Regions from separate parts of the Anas platyrhynchos genome. Here region 1 is linked to region 2. A link is a contact called in public Hi-C data. All regions are on one chromosome and are shown on one strand. The core of a region is the stretch at or near the end of the contact, and the rest is flanking DNA. Distances in the headings are between cores, read along the strand shown. Region 1 overlaps ZC3H18 (zinc finger CCCH-type containing 18). Region 2 holds the start of APRT (adenine phosphoribosyltransferase).

The links. A called contact is a pair of places that touch in the nucleus more often than the background predicts.
Region 1: a Hi-C map of skeletal muscle shows a contact between it and region 2, with 2.4 times the contacts expected there. The contact joins the enhancer-like site here to the promoter of APRT in region 2. A contact is called at or near these places in 3 of 8 Hi-C or Micro-C datasets (liver, skeletal muscle and subcutaneous adipose tissue).

What each region holds. Positions count from the first base shown.
Region 1 is chr12:1,847,415-1,855,290 of IASCAAS_PekinDuck_T2T, forward strand. It overlaps ZC3H18 (zinc finger CCCH-type containing 18), which reads right to left. Exons shown (of 20, transcript XM_072043655.1): 11 at 1,997-2,197; 12 at 868-993. Among named protein-coding and RNA genes, the nearest start is that of IL17C, 18 kb to the left of the region's middle. Within about 2 kb of position 2,622, at least 2 of the 8 cell types and tissues checked have an H3K27ac peak or open chromatin away from gene starts, as enhancers often do.
Region 2 is chr12:1,771,794-1,778,778 of IASCAAS_PekinDuck_T2T, forward strand. It overlaps APRT (adenine phosphoribosyltransferase), which reads left to right and starts at 4,523. Exons shown (of 5, transcript XM_027465727.3): 1 at 4,523-4,682; 2 at 5,215-5,318; 3 at 6,126-6,259; 4 at 6,925-6,985. The coding sequence starts at 4,606. GALNS (galactosamine (N-acetyl)-6-sulfatase) reads left to right here. Exons shown (of 14, transcript XM_038185343.2): 14 at 1-1,228.

The DNA.
Region 1 (7,876 bases), core at 1,372-3,871, 74 kb after region 2:
GGAAGAGCCACCCTCAGATATTCCACACCAACACCTGGAGACTTTCTCCATATTCTTTCCTTGGGGGAAATACGTCTGAAGAATAGTCAGTAGGGTTTTTGACTTGCAAGTTCAGCATGATTTGCTTCAACTGAGGCTGGAGTGGGGTGGTTGGGGTAATGTCAGCCTTCTCCGCTAGAAAACCTAGGTGCATGTGTCTAGAACAATCCCCACCTGAGCCTCTCCTGGAAAAACCACCTCTCCAAATGAAGCCATGCACTCTCACCAGCTCTGAGATCCACTCTGGCTCTGTGCATTTCAACCCTTAAGAAGTGTCTCCCGTCTAGGGAGCCAGTTCTCCTACTATGCATATTCCAGACTTGGGAAACTGTCTGCAGGGGCAAGGAAGTGGCAGAGTTATAAACATGCCTGCGTTTAATCAGCATGGGACACAGGATTGTTACTTTGAAGTGTCAAGACTATCACAAGACAAAACTGCATGGACTGCTTTAATAAAGAAATGCGATTTGCCTCTTTAAACAGAAATCCCAGTGCTATAGACAAGAGATGCCAACAGCTTCTTCCAACCACCAAATGCAAATGATGGAAACGTTACGCTCAGTAACTGCTCCTTTAGCACAAGGATGGGAAACAGCCCAGCCACAGCAGCAGGGTACACGTGGGTGGGAGAGCTGGGGTGGCTGACATCTCCTTCATTCAGCGACCGAAACAACACCCTGCCTTGCAGTCTATCCTATTTAGCTCACACAGGAAAGAATTTCAAATATTTTCTCTTGAGAGCTGGCTATTTGCTTTTAAGTAGCACCAAAAGTAGGTGTTAGGAAGTGTTTGGGACACAGCGTACCGTTACCTGCACAGAGCCATTACCTGGACCTGCTGCCTGAGAAAGAGCTGTGTCGTGAGGAGCGGCTAGAGTAAGAGCTGTAAGACGATGATCTGGAACGAGATCGGGAGGAACCTGACCCCGAATAGCTGGACGACCGAGAAGAGGACCTGCAAAAGAAGTATTGAAGTTCAGTGCCTCTCAAAAAGTCCTGGGAGACCGAGGAACGCTCTTCCCAAATTCTCAGATGCTGCTCCGAAAGCTGCCCACCCTCTCCACAAAGGACTGCCAGGACTGCAGTCTTCCCTCAGTCCCCACCCCACCTTTTCTTTTAGAAATAATTCTGTTGCTGCTGGAGCCCTTTGTGTACTTGAACAGGCTTCCTTCCCTTTAGCTAATGACTTTCCATCCCTTTTTGAGACCTCCTTCCATACAATTTTATGGCTTTTCACTGGACAATCCTCCTGCTCAGCTGGGTCACACGTGTAGGAGAAAAGAGGGAAATGAAAGGTGCAGCGAGTCCAGTGAGAAAAGCTATCTGCTTCAGGAGGGCTTTGCTTTATAAGATCCGTATCTTCAATTCGCCGTGTTCCTCATTCCTCTCTGATACATTTTTTCCTCTTTGCAGGAGCTTCAAGTTCAAACGTTTACAGGAAATGGGTCCAGCTTATCACAGAATCATAGAACGATTTGGGTTGAAAGGGATCTTTAAGATCCAACCCCGTCAAGGACAGGGAAAACCTTCCACTAGACTAGGCTGCAACTCCATTCTCCTGGATTCGTGGCGCTTCCTTCTGAACAGTGGATTTTATCTCCCGTGCTCTGATTTCTGAGCCCCCCTGCAGCACTCTAGGGCTCCTGGCGAGCCTCCTTGACCCCAGTTCTCCCCCAGCAGCAGCACGCTCTTCCTGGAGCAGGCTCCCCTCCTCTCTCTAGCACTCCTGGAACGAAGACGCTCCAATTCCTACAGCTTCCACCTCCTTCTGCTCCTATAAAGCTCAGTTCTCATCTAGACGAGCTACGTGGACCTACATCTAAGTCTAATTTCCCTTAATAATTATTTTTCCAAGGACCTGCTCCACTTCTTACACCACCTGCTCACAAGAAAGAGGCACACCACGTTCCTGATGCCCTACAAGACCTGGATGTGACGTGTTCTTCACTATCACTCACCTTGAAGAGCCCGAAGCAGACGCCGACGAAGCGGAGGTTTTTCGGCGCCTGCGCGCGCGGCTGGGCGAGACGGAGAGGCCGAGCTTCTTTTTGGGGGACTTGGACCGGCGCCAGGGGTCCTTCCACTCATCCGCCCTCTTTGACTGCGCGGCGGTAATGGTGGTCGCCTCCTTCTCCTTCTTTGGTGGCTCAGGCTGGCGGCTGGAAAAGAAGAGAGGAGTTGAGATGCTGGGGTTGTTTTTTATGCCATAAGGCCAACAGGAACAGATGTCAGGAATTCACCCTGCATACTCGGACTCATTAAGGTCCACTGCGGGATATACAGCATCATTTGGGGCAGGTAAGTATTAGAACAGCTATTGTTCTATTGGTTAGAAGTGGAGCAACCTAAATCTGCCCCCCTGTGCATTGAAAATCCTGCACAGACGCAGGCTGAGGACAGCCTTGGGGCGTGCATCCGAAGCTCCATCCCAACGGAGCCAAGGTGCTGGAAAAAAGCAGCCGGCCCTAAGAGAAGAGCTTCAGCCTGAATCACTTTCCTCCAGCTCCCTTATCAGGGCACCACGTGGGGCTGTGTCACGAGCCTCACCCCGGCCAAGGCACGCCGAGCCATTTCGACCCACACGAAGGGGACACCTACCTCCCGGGGGCTGTTTTATCACCGCGTTATTTTATCATGGCTGGACACGTGCTCTCCTGCTCCTGATAACCATGTTTCTTCCTTCCCCTTCTCGGGGCTCAGGCTGTATTTAACCTGTTTCTTTAACCTTTTTTTTTTTTTTTTAAACCCATTCCTTTTATTCTCCGGGTTTCCACTGCCCCACAACCCTCCGAAAAAAAAAACCAACCAGCGCTAACTTTTCAGCATCCGCACGGGATAGTTCCTTAATGAGTTTCTTCAGGCCCGGGCTTTATCGCATCTCTTATCTACGGATGATTTAACGTGGGTTTTTTCCTCACCCTGACTCTAACCTGCATATGACTGGTCAATTACCTGCTCGTAACCTTCTTCGTCAGGTTTTAGGCAAAGTTTATGCTTGCTTAAAGGTTTATGAAGCCTATTGCGCTCATCAAATTACCCGTATAATTATGCCTTTATTCCTTTTCTCCAGCTAATGAACCCTCTCACTCGGAGGGTTTGGGGGAGGGACAGCACCTTCCAGCCCCGGGTTCAGCCAGTCCCACCCTATTAGTCACGGCACCGTGAAGCAACCACTCCCCACACGACTTCCTCTACCTTTCGAGATAAAAAAGCAACCTCCAAAGTTTTCTAATAATTCCACGGATTACGTTTCTTGCCGCAATTCGTTTTCAGCAGACGACGGGGTAATTAAAGCCCTTCATTAGCAGCCTCTTCTTCCCTTTGAAGGCTTCACCAGTCCCTAGGGAGCCTCACCACCTCCTGGTTTGGCGCTACCAAAAACTGCCTGAACTCAGTTCAACTCCTTCCACCTCTCACCCCCTGCCAAACCTGCACACGCACGGTGTCCTGCTTTTTCCCTGTCTTTCCTGATACAATTCCATCAATTTTACCATTTGTCCCACATTTATCTGCACATACAAAACGCTGGAGGGGAGAAACTCTTCTTTCATGCTCACTGGTCCCACACATCTCACTCCAGCCCCAGAAGATGCTTCTGAGGGTGACGTAGCAGCACACAAAATTGCTGACTGCCGACTAAGAGAGCCCCAAGCAGGCTTATGGCTCAGCATTATTCACCGGGATCTAGCGTTTAGCATCGTCACCCTTTCCAGAGCTGCTCCAACGCACGCCGTGTAACGCATCGCTTGCTGTGGGCTGGTCTCGTTGGCCAGGTTACATCTGCAGCTCCATCTGAGTACCTGATCACGGAGGAAGACCATGATTCCAAACACTGAGATAGACCTGACCTACTAATTAGACTCTGATAAGGCTGAATAGCCCTCGCCAGGGCTGAGAGGGGAAGATGAGGTACAGCCCCGTCACCTGGTGAGAAGCAGCAGGACAAACAGCAGCAGCAAGGAGGAGGAGAGCGCTGTGTGAGGATGCCTGCGAGTATCACTAGGCTGTGTCCCTCTCCGGTGTCCTCTCCTGGGGTTTTGGGAGATGCAGGGGGAATATTCTGCTGGCACAGAGGCAGCTCCCACCTCGAGGCATGGATAAGAATCCCGCAGCAGTTCTAGCTAGGAAAAACCTCCTACAGAATCTCTCTTTCTCTCAAAAAGAGCCCAAATCTGCCCATGTCCACAGCCTGGGTGCCGAGCCCCTGCTCAGACCCCACGTGGGAACAACTCGCGCTTAACTCTAAGGTTTGGAGCAAAGGCGACTCGGAGAGCAAACCTCATTACTCGCACCCATTACCTGGTTTGATGCAATTCTCTCCCGGTGAAGTCACTTTCTGGAGGAGAGCTTTTTTTCCCCGGGAAAACCACAACAGAAAGCCTCCTTTTCTGGATACGCTTTGCCTTTTGACTCAGCAGCAAACACGTCACCTTCCTACAGCCCCGAAAGCAAGGCGCTGCGCGTGTCAGGACATTCTCCAAGTCTTTCCCCAAGAGCTGCCCGCGTGCCCGGCATGCAGCATCACCAATAAACTTCTTCAACTTCACACAAGGGACCCGCATCCAATGCCATTTGGCTCGCCTCCTCCGGTGGAAGTCGGGAGGCAGAATTGAAAGCAAAGCTGAGCAGCTGCCAAGCTCCTCGCCATCTGCCTCCGAGTGATGTCCTGGTGACAGCCCAAACAGTCGGCGTTTCAATCACGTTCAGTGCTGCAGACCGACGGGGTGCACTCGTTGGGGTGAAAGCAGAGGCTGGGAACGGGGCTCACCGAGGAGAGGAGAGCAGGCAGGGAGGTGGCTCGAGCCCAGGGGGCTGCCCAGCATCACACCGAGCACCATCGCGGCTCCTGGTGCTGTGCTGCTGGGGGGCTTTGTGCACGGTTTGATCCCAGGGCAGGCTTCCTCCTCCTCCTCCTCGCTTTCACTCTTGCGACTGGGTCATTCCCACTTCCCGTCCTGTGCTGGATGTGGCACTGCTCAGAGCCAATTCACCTCCTTGGTTGAAGAGGGAGGAAAAATAAAAATCAAGAGCCGGTTTCCTGCTGGGTCAGCGAGTCCAAGTGGCCCACGGTGGGGACTGAACAGCTGCTGGAGCTGGCACAAGGCTAACAGGGGAGGGAAGAAGAGAAACCTTTACTGCTTTGGGGTGCTGAGCCATGAGGTCAGGTCCTGTGCTTTACGAGCTCAGCCTCAGACGAGCACACTCTGCAAACCTGCTGGCAAAGGAGCCGCATGAGACCACGGCACGCGTGCGAACCCAGGGCTCCTTTTTCACCCAATTCCAGCTTTCAGGACACGTAGGAAAATCTTTGAGAACGAACTCCCTAATTAGCTGCATGACATCAGGTTTAAGAGCTACAGAAGGAGTAAAATGGGCTGAGAGGATGGAGTGGTAGCAGCTCTGTTTCCTTGCAGCGCCCGGAGCAGCAGCACCGTGCGTCATCGGGGCACGAGCACGGTCCGCAGAGCGCAGCTATTTCCGACGCCCATTTTGACCTTAAAAGAGCTAAAAGCTTTATTTTCCAGAACGGAGACGTTAACGCAGAGTTGGCTGGGGCTCAACTACAGCAATCGAGCGGAGCGCTGGAGCCGAACGCCGCTTTGGCAGCGAGGAGGAGCAGCTCCCGACCGCCCCGTGCGCGGCGCGGCACCGAGGAGCCCGCCAGGAATTCGGAGGGGGAAGCGGAGCCGCGTGGCCGAGCCTTCCTCCTCCTGCTTTTATGCAAATGACGCCGAAGCCTTTCTAATCTCAGCCGGAAAATAGGCTTCCCAGGGAAAAGTGCTTCCTTCCTTCCCCCTCCCGGGGTGACGCCGCCACCCCGGGTAACGCAAACCTTATCGCTGACGTCGGCCTGGCTCCGGGGCTGCTGTTTTGGCCGGCAGCTCCGGCTCGATGTGCTCAGAGAGGAAAGTCCGGCCGTGCTCTCGAGCCCTTTCGTCTCTCGCAGGGAAGCGAGGGTTGTGGCACCGGCACAAGCTTTCCTTTGGTCTCGGTGGAATTTTCCAGAGGAAGTGAACTCGAGGAACGGTTGGAGGCACGGTGAGGGCTCTGTGATTGCTGCAGAATGAGCTCCAGCAGAGCACGTGCATGCGGGCAGATTTTCTGTCTCAGCACAATAAAGTCACTTATCCCCAGTGCCACGTGTCCGGAAAAATACAACAGCCCCCAAAATCACCTACAACAGGAAATCCTGACCCCTGAATCCAGTGTTCATGCCTACAGCACGGCCACTTGTCCTGGGGAGGTGTGAGCAAAGGTTTTGCTTCTCTCAAGGTGTTTCCATCTCAAGCAGGGTTATCAGTTGCTTAGGAAAAAAAAAAAAAAAAGAAAAAAAAAAGATTTCTTCAAAGCCTGATGGGGAGAGGCTTTGAAATTAAATAGTGGAGATACAATCTGGAGTATGAAATCATCACAGCGGGCAGATAAACCTATCTGGGATGCGATCTGCCCCGAGGGCTGAGCATTTGACGCCTCGAGAGCCTTCTCCCAGCGGAGGTGCCCGCATGCAGCGATTCTCCCGTCTGCTTTAATAAAACCCAGCGTGTGGGATCTCTCCGGCAGCTCCAACCCCCGAATGCCAACGAAAAACACATTCCTTGAGATCCACATCTGAGTCACTAGATGCCCTTCTTCATCTTGATGTAGGGTTACGAAACCCGGCTCCTTCTGCTGTGGCACAACCTCAGGAACCACGAAGACGAACGAAAACTCCAGGCGACAGCAACGCTCCGTGGAGACCTTCGACAAGCTTTGCTGCTTTGGTTTGTGGAACCTTTTTTATTATCGCCAGCTTCCCAAACGAGCCGGGAGAACAAATAAAAGCTGAGCTAACCAGGCTCCATCGCTCGGGCTGGAGGCTGCGCCGCAGAAAATGGGGATGTAAACAAGTTATTGCAATCCCTACCTGCACAGCATCACCTCGCAGGGGCTGCCGATCCCAAGGAGCACATGCAGCAGCACAGACACGTCCTGCAAGCGAGGAGGAGGAGGAGGGAAACCCTCGCAGCGCCGAGGAAGGCACGGCAGGGTGGCAGCGTGCAGAGCAGGAGCCCAGGTCCCGCTGCAGAGGACAAACCTCCCTCCAGCCTGGGAAACCCAACAGCCTGGGGCTGCTCGCTTTATTCTCTTACTTTGCTGCACCCCAAGAAGCCGCCCGGAGGCCCGGACAGCACTTCTGTGCCTGCTGACAAACGCCACCGTTTCCCTTCGGTAACTTCTCGGGGATTTTTGGACTTATTTGGAGAGTTCCTGGGATCCACGCCTGACCTGGAAGCAGGCAGAGCACACATCTCTCTGCCCAGTCTGCTTTTCCGCCTGTGGCAGGACAACAACTGTGAGCAAATAAAGGAGTTAAGAAGAAAGGAGCCAACATTTCTACCAGAAAACCTAAGGACCAAATCCACCAGCCGACCCACACCACATCCAGTCGGAGGAGATGCTGCTACGAAGCCCTCTGGAGACCTGCATCTGCCTGAACAACAGCGGATTTGTCCCAAATCTCTGCCAAAAGAGCTCAAAGAGCAGATCCAGTGGCTCTGATGGTGAGGGGGAAACCACCAGAAGCTATCGGGATAGGCGATAACGACCCCAGAACACCCAGAACTACAAATTCGTCCCTGAAACAAGTTCAGTCGGTTCGTGATCTCCCTCTCTCTCTCTCTCACACACTCATGAATCACTCCATTTGCATTCCCTTCTTTTTGCCACTCCTTTATCTAATCAGCCTCATTCTAACACTTTCTAACTTGCAAGCCCCGGGTAACCTGCGCTCATTGATTTGAGATTCCAGGTTCTCCTGCTCATTAAGGCGCTCACCCCGGGGACTAATAACGGCCTAT
Region 2 (6,985 bases), core at 3,273-5,772:
CCCGAGCTGCAAGATGTAGGGGCAGAGGGGAAGATGATGTCAGCTCAACTACTTCTTTGTGGCATTCCTTCCTTTGTATTTAAATACGTCTCCGAAATGCTGAAAGCTTAATATCTGCTCGGGCTGAGAGTCCAAGGAATTCCTCTCCGGCCTCTAATTTCCAATTAGCTGAGCGAGTCTCCCTCCTCTGGCCCTGAGGCTATGCTATCATCCAGCCCTCCACGCGGAGAGGCTTCTGAAATTGATGTAACTAATAATCGCGGCCAAAGTCCCCCTGCATTTACAGTCTGTGGCTGCAAAAACGCAGCCCTGATTTAAAAACCGGCAGCGACAAATGGATTATTTCGGTGGCAAATTAGTCCCCGCGGACCGACAATTTGGGGGATCTGAAGAGTGGAATTGGAAAGCAGAAGATCAATTCCAAACACTTAGAGCCGAGGTTAATGCCCTTCAAGCAGCATTGAGTGCAGCGATGAGAGATAACTCGCCTTTGCATTTCAGATGCAGAGCCGGGGAGCATGGCTTGAAAAGTGAAAATGGGAAAGTTCGGAGCAGAACAAGAGCGGGAGATGCCCCGTGGTTGCTAATAAAACCTTTCGCAGCGTCTGGGGACTGAGTTTTCGGGCAAGTGTTGAGGATGACAGCGGGCTTTTACTGAAGGAAGTGGAATTAATGGTGCTGAGAAGGAGCTTGTGGAACTGGGGACGGTGGCTGCCATGCAGGAGCTTGGCAAGCTTGGTGCTCGCAGCTCTCAGGACCTGCCGAATCGAGCCTTGCCCAGCCGTGGTGGACGGCTTCCAAAAGCCTCCTGGCTTTGTGCAAAGTGAGGCAGCTGAGACGAAGCTCTCCTGGAGGTTTGAGAGCGCTCCTCCTTCCGCCGAGGGCATCTCCGCAGTCGTCACGCGAAGTAATTCCAGCAGCTGAAGGAAAATGTTTGGAGGTGAGAATGGTTTCACTCGGGGACCTGGGGGGGAGCCAGTGCTGGGAGGCAGCTCGGGGCAGAGCTGCAAGCGGCCTCTCCAGCACTGCTGGAGGAGAATCTCTGAGAATCTCTCCCCAGGGATCCTGCTGTGGTCCTCAGCGCTGGGAAGCTTTACAGCCTGCGCTGTAAGTTACTCCGAGTGCTTCTTCGTATCCAGAATAACTGTTTTGCAGCTGGAGTGCCTTGTTTGCCGTTTTTCTTAACAGTTTTAATACTTGGAAAAAACTTTTGCTTTTGTTTTCTGAGGCTGTTTGGTGTTTTTCATTTGTTATCAGAAAGCGACACAGTGGTGCCTCTTGAATTAAACTGTTAGTGTTAAAGAGCAACTGCAGGGGAAGAACTGAAATCCCATTTTTAGGTCCCTTCTTTTCGCTGGAAAATGTCTATTTTAGACACGGCGAGAAGCCCCTATTTGCTGGTTTTCTTCGTATCCCCTGCTGCAGTTTAGAGTTTTGTTGTTGCTCGAAGTCTAGTTCGGGTTATATAAATCCTAAATAAAGGGGGAGCCCTAGCCAAAAGCCTGCGGTCGCTTAGAAGAGCAGAAAAACCTCTGCCATCCAGCTTCTCGAGAGCCAATCTGGCAGCCGATGTGTGATTCTCTCTGCCTTTTTCCCTCCTGGAGTCACTTAACACCCTTCTGGGCGATACGGGGGCTGGCAGGGCCATTCCCATCCGAAAGGGATGGGGGCAGAAATGCGTGCCAAATCCATTTGCTCTGGATCGGGCTCCAAACCCCCTCCTGGCTGCCTGGGGAAGGGAGATGAGCTCCGTGCCTTCTCCCAGGGCCTGATCCTGCCTCCTGCAGCGGGCAGGGGGTGCGGGGCGAGGATGCTGTGGACGGGCAGAGCTGGCTGGCGGCTCCTTCGCCTCTGCTGGGGGAACGAAGCTCGCTGCTCGGAGCTGGAGCGTCGGTCCGGGGAGCTGGCTGGGGAGCCGCATTCTTGGGCTGTTGAAATAAGATATTTCAAAATTTGATTTAAAAAAAAAAAAAAAGAAAAGGGTTTTAAAGTGCATGCGTTTCTCAAGCTGAAATTGAAATCAAGCGTTCCAGCGGATTCGAGAGGAAAGTTGAGTTCCCGTTTCCCCTTGCGAGGCGTGTTGAAATTTCGGGCACTTTGTTCCACTTCACGCTGAAGTTTCTAAAAACCCCCTGACGGAACAGAAACTTCCGTGCTCAGCACAGCCCTGCTGACTGCCGGGGTAGGAGTTAGCACCCCAGCCTTCACGCACCCCGTTTCTGTGCTCATAACCTCAGTGCCATCTCTCCCAGCAGGATCCCAAAGCACTTTTAATCTCTGCGTCAGGAGAGGCAAGGACGGCGTTTCCCCTGCCCTGGAGCCGTGGGGGGGGTCCAGCTACGAGGCTGTGGTTCCCTGGCAGGCACCGAGCAGCCCTGAACCTCCCCGAGCCGCAAGCGGATGCTGACACCTCCCGGGTGATATTCCAGAACTGGAGTCCTTTGACATCACATTTGGAAATTGGTTCTAGGAAAGTTCTTTTTTCGGATGGAAACTGCAGTAGGAGTCAGCGCTGCTGTTTGAAAGGTTGAACAATTACAGGGAAACTCATTTAGCTCCGATGTTAAAACCAGTCCGTGCCGGTAGGCGCAGTCCTTCGAAACGGGGGATTAACGAGGTGAAGTCGTGACAAAAGGTTTGAGGAGAGGTTTTAAACCCGAGCTGGCGGGTGAGGTCACTCCTGGCAGCTGAAGCCTTACAAGCAGGACTTGGTGTAACCTCTCACGGGATGGTTCGGGGTGGAAGGGACCTTACAGATCACCTCGTGCCAACCCCCAGGGATGTCTCCCACTAGATCAGCGATCCTCTCTCTGGCAGAACTGAGGTGTTGGAGATTCCCCCCAGCTCCTCCTTCGCCCAGCTTTGGGATGCCAAGGTAGCGGTGGGAGCCCTCGGCAGCCCGTGCTGGTGAGAGCTGCTGGTTTGGTGGGGTCAGGAAGCACAGAGCCCGGGAACCTCGCTTAGAAAACCTGGTGGTGGCTGCTAATAACGGTGGTGGCTGCCTAGGAGGGTGACAAAAATGAATTCAGTTGCATCTCAGAAAAAAAAACAAACACGTGATGAAGCCCCCAGCTCCTCCAGGGGTGCGAGCAGAAGGCAGGGCTGCCTGGCTTGGTGCTCCGGGAGGCTGCAGAAGGGCCCTGTCCCATCTCCTTGCTCGTTTCCATGGGTAGGCAGAGTAATTCCATCGCTTCCAGCCGCCAGGAAGACGAGGAGCTGCTGGCCTAGCTCGCTGTCCGGTGTTGTGTTTGGGAAGCTCACAAGAAAATCCCGTCCAGGTCCGTGGGAGCACGGCCGCGGCGAAGCCCCCGTTCCAGTGGACGGCCGCGTGCCTCATCTGTGGCTGCTTCTCTGGAACAGCTGTCGGGATTCTTCTGGTGCCAAAGAGATAATCTGACTTCAGGGAAAATCTTACTTCGGGAGGGAATGGTTGGGAAAGGAGGCACGCTGACCTGTGTGGGCTGGCTCTGGCAAGAGAGCCTGGCGAGAGGGAACTGCTCCGACCTTCAGAGGGCTCCTCAGCAGCCATCCCTTACGCAGGTGTCCCGTGCCAGCAGGACAAAGAGACCCACAGCCACCTACAGATGGAGTGGGAAGGAAAAAGAGCAGCGGAGGATTCAGCTGCAGCGAGCAAAGAACCGGAGGCTGGCACGGGATGGGGTGTGTAGGGGGGGCAGGCAGGATTGGGTGCCCCACAAATGGTGAGATGTGCCCGAGCCCGTGGCAGATGAGGTGTGGAGCAGGTCACCTTCCCCTCCTGTTGGGTGCTCCTGCTGTGCCAGACCTTGTCTGGGAGCTGGGGGGACCCGCAGGGTGTTGGGGGGACCCACAGGGTGTTGGGGGCACTGATCCAGATGGAGCAGGGGAAGGATGTTGTGTCCCTTATCCCGCTCACAGCCCTCAGCACCCAACCTGTGGGGTCTGCACCAAATCACTCCAAAACGGCAGCTGCTGGCTCATCACCCCATGGGAAACACACCACAGATGGGCCCTAACGGCTGTCCCAGGGACGTGGAGCCCAGTTGTCCCCACGCAGCTCCCAGCAGCGGGCACCCAGCTCGGCCTTTGCGGGACCTTTGCTGCAGCAGGGGCTGTGCCCAGCTGAGTCTGGAGCAGATCCAAGCCCCAGCTGCTGCCCCAGGAGATGTGGAACCGTCCTTTAGGGCTCCCAACCGCAGCGCAGGGTGCAGGGGAACACGGAGAGCGGGGAGCACCCTGACCTGCCCCACCAAAGCTTATCTCCCCCACTGCCAACCCAAACCACAGGCTTTAAAAAAACATGGGAGACAGAAAAAGCAAAATAATCCAGCCCCCCCCCAAAAAAAAGGTGCTAATCGGGCAGGGGGAAGGGGCTGCAGGGGCTCTTTTGGGCACGGGACCCCCTCGGGAGGGTCTCTGCGCGCCGGCTCCTGGGCACGGCGGGCAGGGGCTGCGCGCCCTGGGGCGCACCGGGGCGCACCGCGGGGCGCTGGGGCCGGGACCCCGGGGAAAACCCGGCCCGATTCCGGGGAAATCCGGCCCGATCGCGGCGCAGCCGCACCGGGGAAGGCTCCGGGAGGGGGCACCGCCTGCAATCGGCGGCGGCTGCGCAGTGCTGGGGAGGCAATGGAGGAGAGGCTGAGGGCTGTGCGCGCAGGGGTGCGCTGCTTCCCCGATTTCCCCGTGCCCGGAGTGCTGTTCCGGTGCGTGGCTGGGCTGGGGGGGAGGATAAAGGGGTTGGGGGGGAGGATAAAGGGCTGGGGATGGGGCAGGGGTTGGAGGAGAGGGGCTGGAGATGGAACAGGGGGCCTGGGAATGGAAGAGTAGGGTTGGGGATGGAGCAGGAGAGCTAGGGGGTGGAGAAAAGGGGATGGAGGAAAGGGCCTGGGGATGGAGTAATAGAGCTGGGGAGGGAGAATAAGGGGCTGGGGATGGAGGAAAGGGGCTGGGGATGGAGAATAAGGGGCTGGGGATGGAGAATAAGGGGCTGGGGAGGGAGGAAGGGGGCTGGGGATGGAGCAAGGAGCTGCTTAAGGGGTGATTCAGCAGCATGGCAGGTCTGGGCTTGCTTCGTGGCTGGGGTTTTGGTCCCTCCCCAGGAAACCACAGATGCCTCTGCAGCAGCCCCGCTACCTGTCTCTTCCCCCGTGTCTGCTGGGCACGCTTCCCCTGGGTGCAGCAGCTCCGCCACGTGCACCTCTGGGTGCTGGCTAAGCGCCCTTCCTGTCTTTGCAGAGACATCAGCCCCTTGCTGAAGGATCCCGTGGCCTTCAGGGCTCTGATTGATCTGCTGGAAGATCACCTGAGGACGTCTTTGCCCCCCATCGACTTTATTGCAGGTGGGTGTTCCCCGGGGCAGAGCACGGTGCTGCCCGGGTGGTGGGTGTGGGGAGACACCTCCCCGAGGGGCCAGGAGATATCGGAGCCCTTGGGTGTCATCCGAATTACAGCCTGTAGCGTAGGTAACACCAGCAGGGGCTCTACCCTTGCCCCAGTACCGTGGTTTCCTGAAATACTGGTTTGGGATGTGGCAGACGTCATCTGATGGTGCTTCAGTGCCAGTTTTGTAATTCATTTCTTCCCTCAATAAGCAAAGAGGCATTCACTGAGCGCCGAAACCCGGTGTGCCATGCCTGGAAGGTCTCACACAGTCCCCAGGGCACGGGGCCCCTGTTTCCATCATGTTTTCCTTCTCGGAGGGTTTTATCGAGCCAACTGAAACAGGCTTTGTGGCGATAACCCGCTGCAGCACGCGTTTTAAGGAGACTGAGAATGAAAAGTGCTCCGGAAGGTGCTGCTTGGGCTGGGCGATAGCCCAGGGCTCGGGGAGCCTCAACCAAACCTGGCCAAGTGGCTCCTGATAACCAGGCTCTGCCCCTGGAGGTGCAAAGTCCCTGGGTGCGTGGCCGGACTGATAGCGGGGCTGAGCTGAGCTTTGCTGCTCTAAAGAGCTGGGAGGGAGGCAAAAAGGGCTGCTGAGCTGCTGGGGGTGTCACTGCCGTGCCCCACAGCTCCCCAGCAGCCCGTCTGGGTGAGCACGGTGCCATGGTGCACGTCTCAAACCCCATGGGGACAAAGTGCTCCCGGTGTCGCACGGTGGCTTTCAGGTGTTGGCTCTGCTGAATTCTTCCTGCTCTGCCCCCCAGGTCTGGACTCCCGCGGCTTCCTCATAGGCCCCCCTCTGGCTCAGAGGCTGGGGGTGGGCTTCGTGCCCATCCGAAAGAAGGGGAAGCTTCCCGGGCCGACCGAGTCCGTCTCGTACACCCTGGAGTATGGCGAGGTAACACCCAGGGGGGAAAAAGGGTTTTCCAGGCTGTGGTGCGGGCTGTGAGTAGAGGGGGCGATGAGGCTGGCGGAGGATACCCCGGCCAGCCCCGATGGGTGCTGAGCCCAGGGGCATGGCACAAATTTTGGGAGCTCCCCAGGGCTTTGTCTCCACGCCACGCACCCGGGGTTGGTGTCGGTGAGCCGTGCTGTGGGTTTTTTTTTTTGGGGGGGGGTGCAGGATGTGGGATAAGAGTCGGTGCTAAATTGCTTTCTTTGGCTTGAATTCAAGGGCATGACCATCGAGCTCCCCCTCTTCCAGTAAGTGCTCTGGGTAAATGCCTTCACTGCATGGCTTCGGGGCCGGGCGCTCACCCCATAACACCGCACCCCTTTTGGGATCGCAGAGCCCTAGGCCCCATAACCCGCTACGGCTGGTAACTAACAGCAGCAGGAGCTCCACGCTGCCATTACGCACAAGATCTCTTTGGGCCAAGCCCCAAATTCATCCGACAAAGGACGTGCCTGCAGCTTTTCCCCGCTCCAGCACTCTTGGAGCGTGCGTTTCGGGGCTGTAGGTGCTGAGCGCTAAGGCTGGAGACGTGTCCGCGTTCCCAGCCGTGTGGGAGGTGTTTCTCTGGGAGGCAAGGCTAAAATGAGGCTGCTCTTTCCACCCTGCAGGCTGCACTTGAAATCCAGAGCGACGCCGTGGAACCGGGGCAGAAAGTAGTAATTGTGGATG